4 separate regions of the Mus musculus genome follow, and all the other regions are linked to region 1. The links are chromatin contacts, called in public ChIA-PET, HiCAR-type and HiChIP or PLAC-seq maps. All regions are on one chromosome and are shown on one strand. Each heading gives the region's core, a stretch centred on a gene start, on an enhancer-like site or on the middle of the called end of the contact. The rest is flanking DNA. Distances are from core to core; before and after follow the strand shown.

Region 1 (3,749 bases), core at 1,105-3,604:
GGCTAATCTCACTGCATGCAAATTCTATCTAATTTAAAATAGAAAAATAAGGCACGATAAAACTGCACATTCCTGTTCCTTCAAGAATGATACACATGCTTTCCTCTCTCTCTCTCTCTCTCTCTCTCTCTCTCTCTCCTCTCACTCTACCCCGCTTTCACCTTTCAGCTTTACCTTATTTTTATCTCTTAATTCTTCGTGTATGGGTGTTTTGCCTGTATGTATATGTGTAGACCGTGTGCATGCCTGGTGTCCAAGGAAGCTATAAAAGGGTGCTGGCTCCCTTGGAACTGGAGTTACAGACTGATGTAAGCCACCATGTGGGTGCTGGGAATTGAATCCAGGTCGTCCGGGAGATCAGCCAGTGCTCTTAACTGCTGAGCCATCTCTCTGTCCCCTTTATTTTTAAATTATGTATATGTGCATCTTGTGTGTGGGTGTTCCTGGAGGGGATGTCTGATGCCTTGGAGCTGGAGTTCCACGGTGGCCAGCTGCTCAATGAAGGTGCTGGAAACTGAACTTAAGTCCTGGATCCTCTGGAAGAACAACAAGCATCTTTAATGGCTCAGCTATCTTGCCAGCCTTTGTTTTTTGATTTTTAAGACAGAATTTCATTACATAGTCCAGCTAGCCTCAAACTCTCCATCTTTCTGCTTCAGGTCCCAGAATCCTGGTATTTATAGGCATGTGCCACCACATCCAGACAGCACCTATGGTTTCTGATAATAAAAGTACCATATGGAGAAAAAAAAAAAAAAAAGCTGGGCAGTGGTGGCGCATGCCTTTAGTCCCAGCACTTGGGAGGCAGAGGCAGGCAGATTTCTGAGTTCGAGGCCAGCCTGGTCTACAGAGTGAGTTCCAGGACAGCCAAGGCTACACAGAGAAACCCTGTCTTGAAAAACAAACAAACAAACAAACAAACACAAAAAAAAGTACCATATGTTGATTGTAGATGTGTGGGAAAATAAAGAAAAAATATATTTCCCTGTCATTTGCTTTTGGTTGAGACAGTACATTTTCCTTATCCACCTACTCTTCACCTTCCAAGTGTTGGGATTATAGGCTTGTACCATCACACCCAGCCAATTTTGCTCTCAGAAATAAATATTCTGCTTTCTGAAATACACTGTGCATATATCGCTATGTCATTAAATAATTGTCAAAATAATACTTTTATGAGTCAATAATATATGTGTGGAGGTTAGAGGGTAACTTGTGGAAGTTAGAACTCTCTTATCAACATGTGGGTTCGATGGATGAATTCAAGCATCAGGCTTGAGGGCAAATGCTCTACTGGCTGAGCCATCTTGATGTCTCTCACAGTCCTCCTGCAATTATATTTTAAAGCATTCTTTTGTTGCTGTTGCTAAAACTTATACTACTCACACATTTTTGGGGGGCAAACTAAAACAACAATAAAATTCCATTCCTAAAACTATAATGTTTTTTAAAAACTAAAAAAAAAAAAGCAAATTATATTATTCCTGAAGCAATTTTTATAAAACTATATGTACGGAAAAAAAAAAAAAAGTTCAGCAGGGCCAGATACTCCTCTGTCGAGGTTTTCACAATGTTGAACTGGTAAGGCAACCCTTCCCTTGGCTGCAATTCCATCATTGTTCCAGTGCCTGCTGGAAAAGCGGTTCCACAGGGCTATCTGGCTCCTCTTTTTGTAATGTACGCGGCTAAACACCCTAACATTTCCTGTACTACCTGCCTAAGTTTGCATAATACTTCCATATTTAATGTCACCCCATCTAACGTAGTGTAAGCAGGGCAGATGGGAATACTTTGTTCAAGATCATAAGGTTATCAAGGGTGTAAATAAGGATGTACAGCCCGGACATTCGGTCTCAAAAACCAAACACTTCCCAGCGTTGGGTCGCTTTTCTCCTTACTCCCCACCCTAGCGAGGAGGCTTCAGACAATTCTGCCCAGTAGATCCTTATCTAAGGAGCAGAAGCTCTCCCAAACCTCAAATGTCTTTGGCAACACTGCCACTTACCAGCTGGGGTCATTTCACTCCCGATGGCAGGGGGACACAGACTGCCCTAGACCAAGGGGATCCAGCGAGCGGGTTGCACGTTGGCTTCATGGCCAGCGGGGCTTATTGCCCATCCATTGGGACACTGCCGTGGCTACCGCTCTCTGGGGCGCCCGGGCGACACTACGGCGCTGGTGGGGGATGCGCCCTGGGCGAAGAAGAGAGGGCTTTCAATCTTAAGAACCCGCCGCGTGCGAACAGGGAACTTGAGGTTAAGGGTTGTCTGGAGATTTTCCAGGGACTTGACAGCCATGCCTGCGGAAGTCAGTCCTCCGCTATCCCAGAGTCCCCCGGTTCCCGGAAGTGCCCAGTTCTCCGGAAGTGCCAGGCTAGCCGAGTAAGTAGCGGCTCCCTCGAGCCCCGTACCTGGAGGCTTGCTCTTCTGGGGTCCTGGTGACAGACAGGTCGCGAGCAGGATTGGAGAGGGCGTCGGGGGCTGAGCGGCGGGATGATGGAGGAGGAGGAACTGGAGTTTGTGGAGGAGCTGGAGGCTGTGCTGCAGCTCACGCCAGAGGTGCAACTCGCCATCGAGCAGGTGAGCGCTCCACCCCCTCGGGAGGAAGCTGCGGTGGAAGGGGCAGCTCTAGGCCAGGGTCGAATCTCCCCTGCTAGGCTGGAAAGGTGGCGGTTCTTATGCTGAGCGGAAGTCTGGATGGTGGTAAAGGTGGGGATGGGTTTTTCAGCCTGGGGACCGAACACGTCTTCTCTAGGCTCTGTGTTTCCGAGGTTGTTACGCCCTGCTGAGTTTGGGCCGAGCTGTCCTCTTTGACAGGATAAACCTAGAGGGAGCCCCGTGACTAGAGAATTCGGATTATGGTTGATTTTAAGACTCTATTCATTTTCCAGCTAGTGCGGCTTCTTCCATTTCTCTGGTTAAACTCTTGGAGTGGTTTGGAATTGGCAGTGGGATACTTCCATTGCGGAAACGAATGACAGAATAGGGTTGTGGGGCGGCATACTGGAAAATGACCCTTGTGCTGGTGTGCGCGTGCGCGCGCACTTGACACTCGCTGGAGTCATCTGGGAAAAGGAAGCCTCAGTTGAGAATTGCTTCCATCAGATTGGCCCACGGGCAATCTGTGGGGGCATTTTCTTGGTTGATGCTGTAGAATGGCCCAGCCCACTGTGGGAGGTACCACCCCTGGGCAGCAGGTTCTGGATTGTATAGAAAAGCAAGCTGAGCAAGCCATGGAAAGCAAGCCAGTAAGTAACATTCCTTCGTGATTTCTGCTCCATTTCCTGGCTTGGCTTCACCTGATGACGACATACTATAACCTGTAATCCAAATAAATTATTTACTTTACAAGTTGTTTTTGGTCATGCTGTGTTATCACAGCAATGTAAAGCAAACTAAGACAAATCTGTACCATAACTAAAAGACTGAGGGCTAGTGAGATAGTTCAGTGGGTAAAGGCACTGTGCCACCAAGCCTGCTGACCTGAGTCTCTTCCCCAGGATCCTCAAAATAGAGGGAGAAAACTACTCCTGGACAAAACACACATACACATGCACACGTCTCCCCAACCTCTGGTCTACAAAGTGAGTTCCAGGACAGCCAGGGATACACAGAGAAACCTGTCTTGAAAAACAAAAAAATAAAGTATTAATGGTCCATATATGCTAATTATTAGTAGTAGAATTATTTTACTTGGGCTACCTTCCCAATAGCCATTAAATGAGACACACTCTTTCTTTCCTTTCTTTT
Region 2 (3,818 bases), core at 438-2,937, 310 kb after region 1:
CTCAGTCGCATATCATGTCCAGAGACCTGAGGCTCCCGACCTTGTAGTGCTGGGGTCTTCTGAGGCAAATACTGGAGCATGGTCCCCAAAGCCTCAGCACTCAGTAGGTCAGCATCGTCCTTTCTGGAGGTGGGTCTCTGGCCCGCAAGTCTTCAATTAGTTGTGTCATTTACTGAGTGCTTTAAGTTATTAAGCCACCCTTAGGAATACACTCAGGAGCGGACATCACTGGGGACCCTATCATCTGTGAGATTTACCTTGACTACACCAGGGTACATGGTACCTACGTTCCCAGCTGGTGTGACTTCAGCCTGATGGTGCATCGCTTCTGGTCCCTCCCACTCTGTCTGTCAGGCCTGTGTGGTCGTGGTTTGGCTTTGTCATACCTGTACCTCTAGGGAGTGTCTGAATTTGGTCTCTCTCTTGCACTAATTTGAATAAAACGTGATCCAAGCTTCCAGCTTGTTTTTCAGATGCCAAATGCCACTGGCTGGCACAGTTGTGCCCCTCCTGCTGGCCAGCTGTCTCACAGATGGGGACTAGGGAGTTGAGGGTAGACCCTTGCTTTAGGAAGTATTTATTGACTTCCTAGTTGGTGCCTAGCCCTGAAGTGACACCCCATTTCCTTTCCTAAATAAACAATTTGAAACATACACCCCATAGGGCTGCCAAAAAGTCCTTGTGGCCCAGGAAAGCAGCCTTTGCTACGTTCTTCTTGCAGGGTTGACACAAGGATCAGAGGTGACTATTAGTGTTCCCATTTTGCAACTAGGTGAATGATCTGGGCCTTTGGTGACAGGTCTAAGGTGGTGCTACCAGGACCAGGGAGCTGTGGTGTGACCCTGGGATGCCTGGTGTTGCTCTCCCATCCAGGGGCTTCCTCAATTCAGTAATACTTGGTGAGTTTATATGAAGACGGTTCTGAATTGTGCTGTGTACAGAATAAACTCTGCGTGCATGTTAGATGTCACCAGTACACATCTAAAGACAACCCGAAATTCCCCAAGTTAGACAAAATAGGAAGCTTGAATTAGTGACCCAGAGAAGTCTGTAAGATCTCCTAAGAAAAAAAAAATGGGATTTAAAAAAAAAAAGGAAATAACCTAGTTGAACGATGGAACAATGAGTAAGGAAGATAGAGGGGCCTCAGAATTAGAGGTTTTCCCAAAAGAAACAAAACAGATTGAAAATGAAGCGCTCACTGCACGCACCATTGAGAAGCACGTCCCAGTATTTAAGACCCCAATCCTCCCCCACCTGAGAGCTCAGCCACCCAGGGGCCAGTAGTGTCGCTTCGGCTGGGACTGTGTTTAAACACTGGCATATTTGTTGTTCTGGGAATTGAATCAAGATTGAGAAGCTTCTCCGAGAAGACCTGGCTTGCTATAATTGGCCTGTGCAATTTTCTGCTCACAGCCTCTATTCATTTCCTGCGTGCAGCCCACTCCATCTGGGGCCAGAGCATGGCTTCCCCGCCAAACACCACCTGAGCATGCTCCCAGAGACCTGTGGCAGAAACGGGAGGGGAGGTCAGAGTGCATTCAGAGAGATTTAACGATGCTTATGGTTTCAGAGTAAGGGGAAGCATTTTCGAAGTGTTGCCAATCCATGGTATAGGAGGCGCTGAGAGTCTTATCCCTGTGGGTTTGCTGAGCTGGTAGGGAACAGCCAAGGAGCGTGGAGACAGGCCTCTGGACCAGAGGGAGGAGATGGTCCTTGCAGAGGGGAGGGGCTTACAAGGACCTTCCCACATCCCAGACAGCATGGGAGATACAGGGCTGGAGGGATACTCCTGAGGGTGGGCAACAAGGCTACAGAGAGATAGGGCTAGAGTCAGGTCCAGCAAGCCTACCCCTGATGTAGGGGCATAGCCTTTTAGGCTACTGCCTCATGACATTGGCAAGCTCCCCTTGTTTATTATGAGTGGATAATTGTTATAGAAACAACCCCTCACCAAAGGCTGCTTCATGGAAGCCGGAGCGAGCGTTCTCTCTGGTTCTGAAATAATCCAGCCACGGGGTTTGAATCAGACAGCACCCTCACAGTGCTTTTTTCCCCCTCACTGCAGCTTTCCAGTTCCGCTGTGCTGGCAGCTGCTAGTCTCCCAGGCTGCCCTGGTTGCTCAGAGCCCACTTGAATTGAAGAGGAGGATTGCTCAGACCCTGGGAATTCAGGGATCCAGGGTGCTGAGCTCAAACTTCCTGCACTCAGGGCCCAGAGGGCAGAGCGTCCTGGGGGGGGGGGGGGCGTCTCTGCCTTAGTTCCCAGTGTCCTAGTGAGGTTGGGGGCTTTGCAGAGCAGGCATAGTGTGTAAGGAGCCCTGAGTAGAGACAGCCACCCACAGATGGCTGAACAGGGGTTCAGGGAAGGCAGCTGCATGGTGGAGTGAGCTCTCTTCCTGACTCACCAAGGACACATGCAAACACACAGTGAGTTTTAAACTATTATCCCAAGACTGAAGGAAAGGGATGGCTTAGTGGTCAAGCCCTTGCCTGGCATGCCTCAGACACAGAGCTTCATCCCCAGCACCACCAATAAAAGGAAAAAAAGAAAGTGTTATTCTTCAAAATGCAAATGTGCTAATGGCCCCTGGGAGGGGTCGCAGTCTCTGGTTAACACCTCAGGAGCTGACACTTTTGAAAGCTGAGAGCTACTAAGTTGTCTAGGGAGGGAGGGAACCAGCCAGGGGAAGGGAGCTGACAGCTCTGCCCAGTGGCCCTGGTTCTCCCACACCCCTCCCGTGGGTACAGACTCCAGTTTGTGCCGGAACACCAAGGACCCTGCGCAGGAGGGAAGGCTCACTTGGGAGGGGGGAAGCAGCCTGTCTCCAAGAACACTTGGTTTTTGCCACCCCCCTGCCCAGCTCAGTCTGAGCACACAAGAGGTGGTTGATAAATGCTATCTGAATAATACCAACTGCTCCCTCTCTAGAGGCAAGAAAGCAAGCAGCAAGGAAAGATGGCTACCTTCACTCTATCCAAACAAACAAGCTACAACAGAGAGCAGCTTAAAGGCGGAGGGCTGGGAGAGAGTCCCTGCCTGGGGTGCATAAGAACCCATGCAAAACAAACAGGGTAGAATGACTTATAATCCCAGGGCAGGAGAGGCAGAGACAGGAGAATCCCTAGGGCTCACTGGCCAACCCGTGGGGGGACTCTGTTTCAAAACAAAAACAAAAAACAAAACAAAACAGGGTGGCCAGAGCCAGCAAGATGGCTCAGCAGGTAAAAGCACTTGCTGCCAAGTCTGTCCATTCAAGTTCAAATCCCGAAACCCACATGGTATAGGGAGAGAACTGATGCCTGCAAATTGTCCTCTGACCTCCACAGGTGTGCTGTCACAATAAATGTTTTAAGAAAGGCAGCCAGTTCCCTGGGAACAGTATCACACCTGGGGTTGGCCCTGTGACCTCCATGCACACATGAACATCTGCAAACACAAGTGCACCCATACATACGTGTACACGTGTACACGCACACAGTCACACAGACCCAAGTCTGGAGGTGGGAGAGAAAACAACAGGGTGCATTAGGATGGACAGCCAGGGCTACATATGAGGCCTTGTCTTTTTTTTTTTTTTTTTTTTTTTGAGACAGGGTCTCACTATAGCTCTGGCTGTCCTGGAACTCACTATATAGACCAAGCTACTCTCAAACGCACTGAAATCAGCCTGCCTCTGCCTCCCTAGTGCTGGGATTAAAGGCATATTCCCCATTGAGATAGTGTCTTTAAAAAAAAAAAAAAAAAAAAGGAAAAAGAAAAACAAAAGTAAGACAATTAAGTATGTAAAAGTGGCAAACCCACAGGGTTTTAATTTT
Region 3 (3,617 bases), core at 618-3,117, 370 kb after region 1:
CCTGTTAAATGAAGGAAACCCTAGCCCTGCGTAAGTGGGTCTTTGGAGTATCCCACCCTCAAGCTAGAGGGAGGATGCTATCTGATCCCCTCAGGGGCAAGAATGGAGGAAAATCCCTTCAGCCAAGTCCTGCCTCAATCGCCATAGATCTTTGTGCTGAGTTGGGACCCACTCTGGAGGGAAATCAACCAGACTTTGTGTGGAGTGTATGTGTGTGTGTGTGTGTGTGTGTGTACATATACATGTGTGTGCTCATGTATGCCGATGACCACATATCAGAGCACATGCACATGTGAAGGATCTGCATCCATGAGGATGACACTTGATGTCTCCCTCCATTTGTGTGTGTGTGTATATGTGTGTGTTCATGTATGCCAATGACTACACGCCAGAGCACATGCACATGTGAAGGATTTACATCCATGAGGATGATGCTTGGTGTCTTCCTCCATTGCTCTCCACCTTAGTTTTGAGGAGTCTCTCTCTAAACCTGCAAATCACCAGGCTCGGCTCCCTGGCTAGCTAGCAATCCCCAGGGGTCCTCCTGTCTCTGCCTCTTTAGCACTGGAACTACAAGCATGTGCCACCACACCCAACTTTTACATGTGTTCTAGGGTTCAACCCAAGTCTTCATGCTTTCATGCCTCATTGCCAAATGAGCCTTCTCTCTAACCCTGCCAGCCAGACTTTTTAATAAAGACTTAAGGTTTATTGGCACAAGCATGCACACAGATCTGTGCCCACATGTGAAGGCAGAAGTGGATATCCTCTGTCTCTGTACGCCTAGTCCTTTGAGGCAGAGTCTCTCTGTAAACCTGGGTCTCTCTTTCCTTGAGTAGGCTGGAAACCAGTAAATCCCAGTGATCCTCCAGGCTCCACCCTGCTCAGAGCTGGAGGTACAGAGTGGACTCCAGCACCCCTCCAATAACCTAACTTGCTCTCAGTAGTTCCATTTACCTGGACACCAAGCCTTCAACATCAACTTTTGGGAGGAACACTTAAGAGTCAAACCATAATACGCCATCTCCTGAAGGTTCTAAACTTGTCAGACACTGAGCTCAACCTCCTTAGCCTTGCTCAGTTCACTGGTCCAGTGTCTGCGCTAGAGTCCTCTAGCCTTCTGGAACCTTCTCCCCATTCTTGCCAATGGCTTTGCCTTCCTTGGACACAATCTCACTCACATGCAGCTGTCAATCCCAGCATCTCATTGTCACCCCTGCCTCCACCAATCCATCAGAGGGAGCCCTATGGATCTCCACTGTACACCTACCTCCGGACTAGTAAGAAACCAAAAATAAAGTGCCCCCTGGCCTCTCCCTCAGCCCCTTCTTACTGTGTTCTAAGTCCCCTTTCCCACCACACATCTGCTGGCCACATCTCCCACTTACCTAGGTCCCTTTTAGGGCGGGAAATACTACTGCCAGGCCTGGAGATTGCCAAGCTGAAAATTCAAACAGCTAGGGATGGAATGGGCTCCAACAGTGTCAGCTAATGGAAATAACAGGATGATAAATAAGTCCAAGGGAAGAGTGATTTCCTTATAGCCTGCTTGGCTCAGAAAACACTGACTGTAGTAGAAATTGGAGGAGTCAGAGCCGAAACCTAGGAAAAGGAACACAAGCTTCCAGCCTGCCGCTGGTATTGTGGTCTCCAGACATGAATGACAGAGAGTGTTGGGGGAGCCCAGGCTGAGTGCACAGCTGGCCCCAAGGAGACATGTTCCCCCTCAGAGTCCCAGGCTACCGGCTAAGTGATGAGACTGCAGGTCACGGGCGGAAGCCATGGCCCCAGTCAGGACAGCTCACACATGGCTCTTTTCCCCAGCTCCGAGAATGACTCAACGTCAGACAAGTAACTTAACCTCTCAGAGCTCAGCTTTCCAGAAATAACAATAGTGAGGGCGACGTGAAGTAACCCATGACACACACTCAGGGTGGTGCACAGGAATGGCAGCTGTTGGGCTGCCCAGCCTCGACACCCTCTCCATCTGTGCCTGCTCCCATAAGCAGAGGGCACAGAACAACTGTTGGGGCCCAGTGCACCACAGCTGGAGGTGCCGGGCACTGCAGCGGGAATAGGAATTGAATGCAGGACCCTGAGAACACTTAGGACACCAGGCCTGTCTCAGAAGGACAGCTCAGAGTCATACAAAGCATTCATTCTGGGGGACTCAGCCTGACCCCCTGCCTCTCCCCAGCTGCTATGCACCTAAGCGGTTTCTCTAATCTCTAAGGCTTTCAAATAATTGGAAGTTATTATTTCCCTCACCCATCTGGATTTTGTTTGGTTTTATGATTCCCTTTTTAAAACTATTTATATATATTTGTATTTTGTGTGTGTGTGTGTGTGTGTGTGTGTGAGAGAGAGAGAGAGAGAGAGAGACAGACAGACAGACAGACAGACAGACAGAGACAGAGTGAGAGAAAGAGAGAGAGATACCACTATGACAGACAGAGAACAAGTTGCCGGAGTCTGTTGGCTCCTTCTACCACATGGGATTTGGAGATCAGGTTTGGCAGCAATACTCTTTCTCTGCTGAGCCATCTCACCAGCTCCTCTGGTTGCTTTTTAGGTTGTTTTATTGAAGAACACCTCTTTCTTTTTGTGCTGAGATTGTGCCCAAGGTCTTGTATGCACTCAGCCCTGAGCTGCACCCCAGGCCTTCTTAGGAAGCTTTCAAGGATGAACAAGGAACACTATTTTTCCAGTGAATATGTGTCTTGTAAATTTTGAGTTCTTTTCCAAGGTGCTTTGGAAGGAAGGAGGCCTCTGTACACACACACACACACACACACACACACACACACAAGCCCCAGGGAGGTGGAGTCTCAGCAAGCTCCTAAATGGAAGCACCAGAGGCCAGGAGCAGAGGGCTTCGCTGCTCTTCAGAAGCCAAGACCCCTGGGGAGGCCAGGACACTGGTGGATCAGAAATAATCAGGCCTGGCCAGGCCACTGCCCTCTGTGCTTGCAGCAAGGCCACATGCTGCAGGCTGCACCGAGCTCCTTCTGAAGCTAGCTCTGACTGCTTACAGGCCTTGATTCCTTCATTCCCAGCAATTGGCTGGCTTCCCGGGGCTGGAGCGGCCTTGAAGTTGACTGCTAGATAAGAAAAAGAGCTTTGCTCACTTTTGTTGTTGACTCAATCCAGTCAGAGCCAATAGCATGAAGACTTCAAACCTCCAAGGAAGTCTCCCTCAGCTGTGTTGTGTGGGCAAATTCAGGGCTGGATTACAGAGGCAAATGAAGTCCCAGCCATACTGAGTCTCCCAGGGAGAGCTGGATTGCAGAGGTGAGGTCCCAGCCATACTGAGTCTCCCAGGGAGAGCTGGATTGCAGAGGTGAGGTCCCAGCCATACTGAGTCCCAGGGCTGGATTGCAGAGGGGAGGTCCTAGCCATACTGAGTCCCAGGGCTGGATTGCTCACACTTTACCTTGTCAACTAACAGCTGGTGAGATGGCACAGTGGGTAAAGACTCTTGCCACCAAGCCCAAAGACCTCAATTGATTCCCCAGAACCCAAAACTCACATGGTTGTAATAGAGAATAGATTCCTAAAAGTTGTCCTCTGACTTTCACATGTTCCCAAGTATGCTGTGCACACATAACAAACTGACT
Region 4 (3,996 bases), core at 890-3,389, 300 kb before region 1:
ATTTACTTGTGTTTCCTTTGTCTCCTCTGCTAGACTGGAAACACCATGAGGACTGGGACGGTATGTGTTCCAGGCACACCAGTGGGGGTTGGGGATTGGTCTTATATTTGGCACTTGGTTCTTTATTCAAAGGATGAATAATAATATTAGCTGCCTTCTAGATGCCAAGTAGGTACTAGAAACTTTATTTATTTATTTATTTATTTATTTATTTATTTATTTATTTTCAGAGCTGAGGACAGAACCCAGAGCCTTGCACTTGCTAGGCAAGTGCTCTACCACTGAGCTAAATCCCCAACCCCTCTTTATTATTATTATTATTTTTTTCGTTTTTTGAGACAGGGTTTCTCTGTGTAGCCCTGGCTGGGCTGGAACTCACTGTGTAGACCAGGCTGGCCTCAAACTCAGAAATCTGCCTGCCTCTGCCTCCCGAGTGCTGGGATCAAAGGTGTGCACCACCACACCCGGCTCTTTATTATTTTTTGAAGATTTATTTACCATCTTTATATGTATGTGTCTTCATGAGTTTATGTGCACTGCATGCATGCTCAAACTAGAGGCAAGAAGAGGATGTCAGATCCCCTGGAACTGGAGTTACAGGTGGTTGTGAGCTACCATGTGGGTGCTAAGGACTGATCCCATGTCCTTTGCAAGAGCAGGAAGCAGTCTTAACCACTGAGTCATCTCCAACCCCTAGATATTCTATGTAATGTGTGACTTTTGAGATTCACTCTTCCTATTGGTTCTTTTGAGAAGGTAATACCACTTCAGTCCCACACATGAGCCTGCTAGTAAAGAGATGATACACCCAGAAATGGGGAGTGACTTGCTTCCAACTAGTAAATGGCAGACTCTGGCTGCAGCCCATACTGCCTGCCCTGACCAAGATTGAATCCCATCCTGTTTTTTAGCAAGAACCTGTTACTAAAGGTTACTTGGTTCTAGTGCCAGGAGGGTCAGTGGGTCTTCTTGGGCCTGGCTTTGTCTTGTTTCCGGACTTTGTAGAATGTAGAGGACAAAGAAAGTCAACAGTTGGACATTGTCTGGATATATGAGACTTGGGCTTAGCCACTGTCATCAGGAAGATGGAGTACAGTTAGGATGGAAGGCTGGCCTCTGTGATGAACCCAGGTTGGCTGTCATAGCACTGAAGGAGCCATTGGTAGCTCTGCTTCCCTCGGTGTAGGTGATCTCACGGCCCAGCACCTCAGCTGTTAACTCTCACACTCTCTCCTGGAATGCTTCTCTCCTTAGTCGGCCCACAGCCTCATCCTGTGTGTCGCTGACAGCTCTGGTGAGTCCATGCTGACTCTGTCGTCTCCCACTGCTCCCAGGTCTGCAGGGAAACCCTTTCCATACTGCCTTAAGGTTGTAGGCTGTTCTCCCTTGCCTATGTGTGCCTTCCCTGTCCATATTTCTACACCCTGTCTCTTGCTGGGCCATTGCCCAGTCACTGCCAGGGACAGTCACTGCCCCTTCCACTGAGGGTGCTGGTGATCTTGGTATAGATGAGCAAGGATGACTAGCTGCTTTCATTTTCATGTCAACAGGCATTGAGAAAGAGTCTTGTGACCAAAACCACACTCAGTGGGAAAGATCATCACGCTCGCTTAGTAATGTCTGCATGTCTGCCACGGATGTGGAAAGTAGGAGGGTGGCATGTATGTACCCGTTCCTCTCTGAGCTAACATTGGTTTCTTTTTTGAGACTGGCTCTCACTGTGTTGCCCAGGCTGGCCTGCAATCCTCCTGCCTCAGCCTCTGGAGTGCTTCCAGTACAGATCTGGCTTGAGCTAGTGTTGAATCTCTCTTTGGTTTTACCTCCTGAGTACTAGAACTGCCTTCTGTTTCTCAAAAGGAAACAGCCAAGGAGCTGGCCTCCCAGGTAACACTGTCCCACTGAAGCATGACAAGGAGGCTTATGACTGGGGCCTGAGGCCATTGTGGAAGAGACTAGGAACCTGCTCAATGGACCAGTGAACACACACAAACGAGCCAGGGGTTGTGAGCTAAGGTTGTGTTGGGGAAGGGAAGTGCTGTGGCTACTATGTCAGATCGCTGCTGCCAGGTTCCCTCTCTCTGCATGTGGCTTGTTGGGACCTGTGACAGCAGCTCTGAGAAATCGTGTTTCAGGTGCTCTGACTTCAGCGGCCCTGCCTAGGCAGAACTTGGGCGGCGCTGCATGTAATCAGTGTCACAATCTGCCCAGGACCTGCCAACGAACGCTCTGGTTCATTCATCACCACCTTTGTACTTTGTTCCTCTTCCTCTTCAGCCCATGAAACCCCTGAAGGCCACAGCCACCACCTCCCAGCCTGTGCTCACCATCCAACAGATTGAGACCATCTTCTACAAGATCCAGGACATCTACGAGATCCACAAGGAGTTCTACGACAACCTCTGCCCCAAGGTGCAGCAGTGGGACAGCCAGGTCACCATGGGCCATCTTTTCCAGAAACTGGTGAGTCTCCCATGAGGGCATGTCTCTATGGCAGACTGGTGTTAGAACTGGTCACTCTAGCCCTCTTGAGGCCTGGGTCACCTCCAAGCCCTTGGAGGCCGGTCTGGACCTGGGTTCTTTAGGGCAATTGGACTTGGATCCTCAACCCCAGCCCCCATCCTAGTGGAGCCTTGAAAGTGCTTCTAGAGAGAGCGGCAGAGCCAGGTCCTGTGTGTGAATGTTCCTGGGGAATGCTGGCTTTGTCTGCATGGGAGTCCTTTGAGCACTGGAATGGAGCTTCCTCTGCCAGGACGCAGGTCCCTCTGTCACTCCATGGACAGAGAAGTGTGTGAGGAGGCTGCAGGAGGATGACGCTTACCTGAGACCTTGGAAGGCTGTTGCATCCCAGTGCTGCCTTTACAAAGTGAAGCAGTTGGCTGGATATGGTCCTAACTAACAGTTGGTTCCAGAGTAGAGAGTATCAGCCGGTGTTACCTGCTGCTGTTCACAGGAGAAGAGCACAGGTTTAATGTTGGAGGATGTTCACAGAAGTCCTCTTGTTGCTAAGGCTTCCATGACACCCTCCCCCTTAGCTCTGCCTGAGCCTGCTTAGACCAAAACACTTCCTGACCTCTGTAGACCGTAAATGGTCTTCCCCATTTACCTGGCTTCTCTCCATCAGTGCCCAAGTTGGAATGACCTCAGAAAAGCCTTTCCAGGCCCCATGTTTGTCCCTCATGAACACTTATTTAAAATGCACCTGTCTTTCCCATCTTTACTGTGCCCACCAGTGTAAACTCTGGAACAGTTTGTATTTTCTTCTCATTAGACTCCCAGAACTAATGGACTCCACTGCTAGATGAACAAATGAGTGGATTGATAGACACATTATGAACTTTTTTGGGGCTGGAGAGAACTTGAATGTTGAAGGTGATACCTGTATCCTGACAGCCATGTTTTCAAGGCCACAAGTGTTGTAGGGACAAGCACAACCAGAGCTCGTCACAGCTGGGTTTGAATCCTGGCTTTGCCATAGGTGGTCCTGTGACAGCTTACCCTCCTGTTCTCAGCTTCCTTCTCCGTGAAGAGGGGTACCAGTAGCCACCTGGATGGTTGCAGGAGTGAGTTGATGCCTGAAAATGCCTGCTGCTGTTGCTGTTCTCATTACTGCTGTTTTAGGAAGAGGAAATCATGAGGCATTGTTTCCCAGAATGCTATAGTTCTGGTAGTTGGGGACCCAGCTGCTTCCCCTGGTGATCTTTCCCTGTCCACAGAAGTCTGAGGTGATTGATATGGGGGCTGCCTCTACTCAGCCCTCACAGATACAGAACACAAGCCCTGTTGAGAGGGCAGGTAGGCAGAGCAGAATGGAAGAGCTCTCCAGTTTGATATTTCTGTTGGGTTTTGGTGCAGGGTCTCCGTAACTCAGGCTGACCTTGAACTTGAAGCAGATCTTCTTCCTCAGCCTCCCAAGTGCTGGGAATACAGGCCTGAGCCTACATAGCCTTATCAATTTGTCTGTATCATTCTGACTCAGAGTCCCCTTGGTCTCAGCGC

The links. ChIA-PET counts read pairs in DNA pulled down with a chosen protein or histone mark. HiCAR-type assays count read pairs that join an accessible place to other places. HiChIP or PLAC-seq counts read pairs in DNA pulled down with a chosen protein or histone mark.
Region 2: an H3K4me3 HiChIP or PLAC-seq map of bone marrow-derived macrophages shows a contact between it and region 1, with 4 times the contacts expected there. The contact joins the enhancer-like site here to the promoter of Vps53 in region 1. A contact is called at or near these places in 8 of 39 promoter capture datasets (the 3T3-L1 cell line, the HPC-7 cell line, cranial neural crest and 4 more), 2 of 115 datasets of contacts at active chromatin or transcription factors (bone marrow-derived macrophages and oligodendrocyte precursor cells) and 2 of 9 other capture datasets (adipose tissue and pancreatic islet).
Region 3: a contact with region 1 is called in a HiCAR-type map of fibro-adipogenic progenitors, with 5 times the contacts expected there. The contact joins the enhancer-like site here to the promoter of Vps53 in region 1. A contact is called at or near these places in 6 of 39 promoter capture datasets (cranial neural crest, frontonasal cranial neural crest, hippocampal neurons and 3 more), 10 of 115 datasets of contacts at active chromatin or transcription factors (bone marrow-derived macrophages, craniofacial prominence, embryonic basal ganglia and 6 more) and 2 of 9 other capture datasets (adipose tissue and liver).
Region 4: an RNA polymerase II ChIA-PET map of memory CD8 T cells shows a contact between it and region 1, with 22 read pairs. The contact joins the enhancer-like site here to the promoter of Vps53 in region 1. A contact is called at or near these places in 4 of 39 promoter capture datasets (cranial neural crest, maxillary cranial neural crest, neutrophils and 1 more), 2 of 115 datasets of contacts at active chromatin or transcription factors (memory CD8 T cells and pancreatic cancer cells) and 2 of 9 other capture datasets (adipose tissue and liver).

What each region holds. Positions count from the first base shown.
Region 1 is chr11:76,178,243-76,181,991 of GRCm38.p6, reverse strand. It overlaps Vps53 (VPS53 GARP complex subunit), which reads left to right and starts at 2,354. Exons shown (of 22, transcript NM_026664.4): 1 at 2,354-2,579. The coding sequence starts at 2,493. It also overlaps a transcript of Tlcd3a not described here.
Region 2 is chr11:75,863,685-75,867,502 of GRCm38.p6, reverse strand. The region is part of intron 4 of Rph3al (rabphilin 3A-like (without C2 domains)); the gene reads left to right. Among named protein-coding and RNA genes, the nearest start is that of Rph3al, 45 kb to the left of the region's middle. Within about 2 kb of position 1,687, at least 30 of the 459 cell types and tissues checked have an H3K27ac peak or open chromatin away from gene starts, as enhancers often do.
Region 3 is chr11:75,811,566-75,815,182 of GRCm38.p6, reverse strand. The region is part of intron 1 of Gm12339 (predicted gene 12339); the gene reads right to left. Among named protein-coding and RNA genes, the nearest start is that of Doc2b, 17 kb to the right of the region's middle. Within about 2 kb of position 1,867, at least 110 of the 459 cell types and tissues checked have an H3K27ac peak or open chromatin away from gene starts, as enhancers often do. A contact at or near this core is called in adipose tissue, fibro-adipogenic progenitors and liver, where this site is marked.
Region 4 is chr11:76,477,459-76,481,454 of GRCm38.p6, reverse strand. It overlaps Abr (active BCR-related gene), which reads left to right. Exons shown (of 23, transcript NM_198895.2): 4 at 2,275-2,460. Among named protein-coding and RNA genes, the nearest start is that of Timm22, 72 kb to the right of the region's middle. Within about 2 kb of position 2,139, at least 150 of the 459 cell types and tissues checked have an H3K27ac peak or open chromatin away from gene starts, as enhancers often do. A contact at or near this core is called in liver, memory CD8 T cells, neutrophils and 1 more, where this site is marked.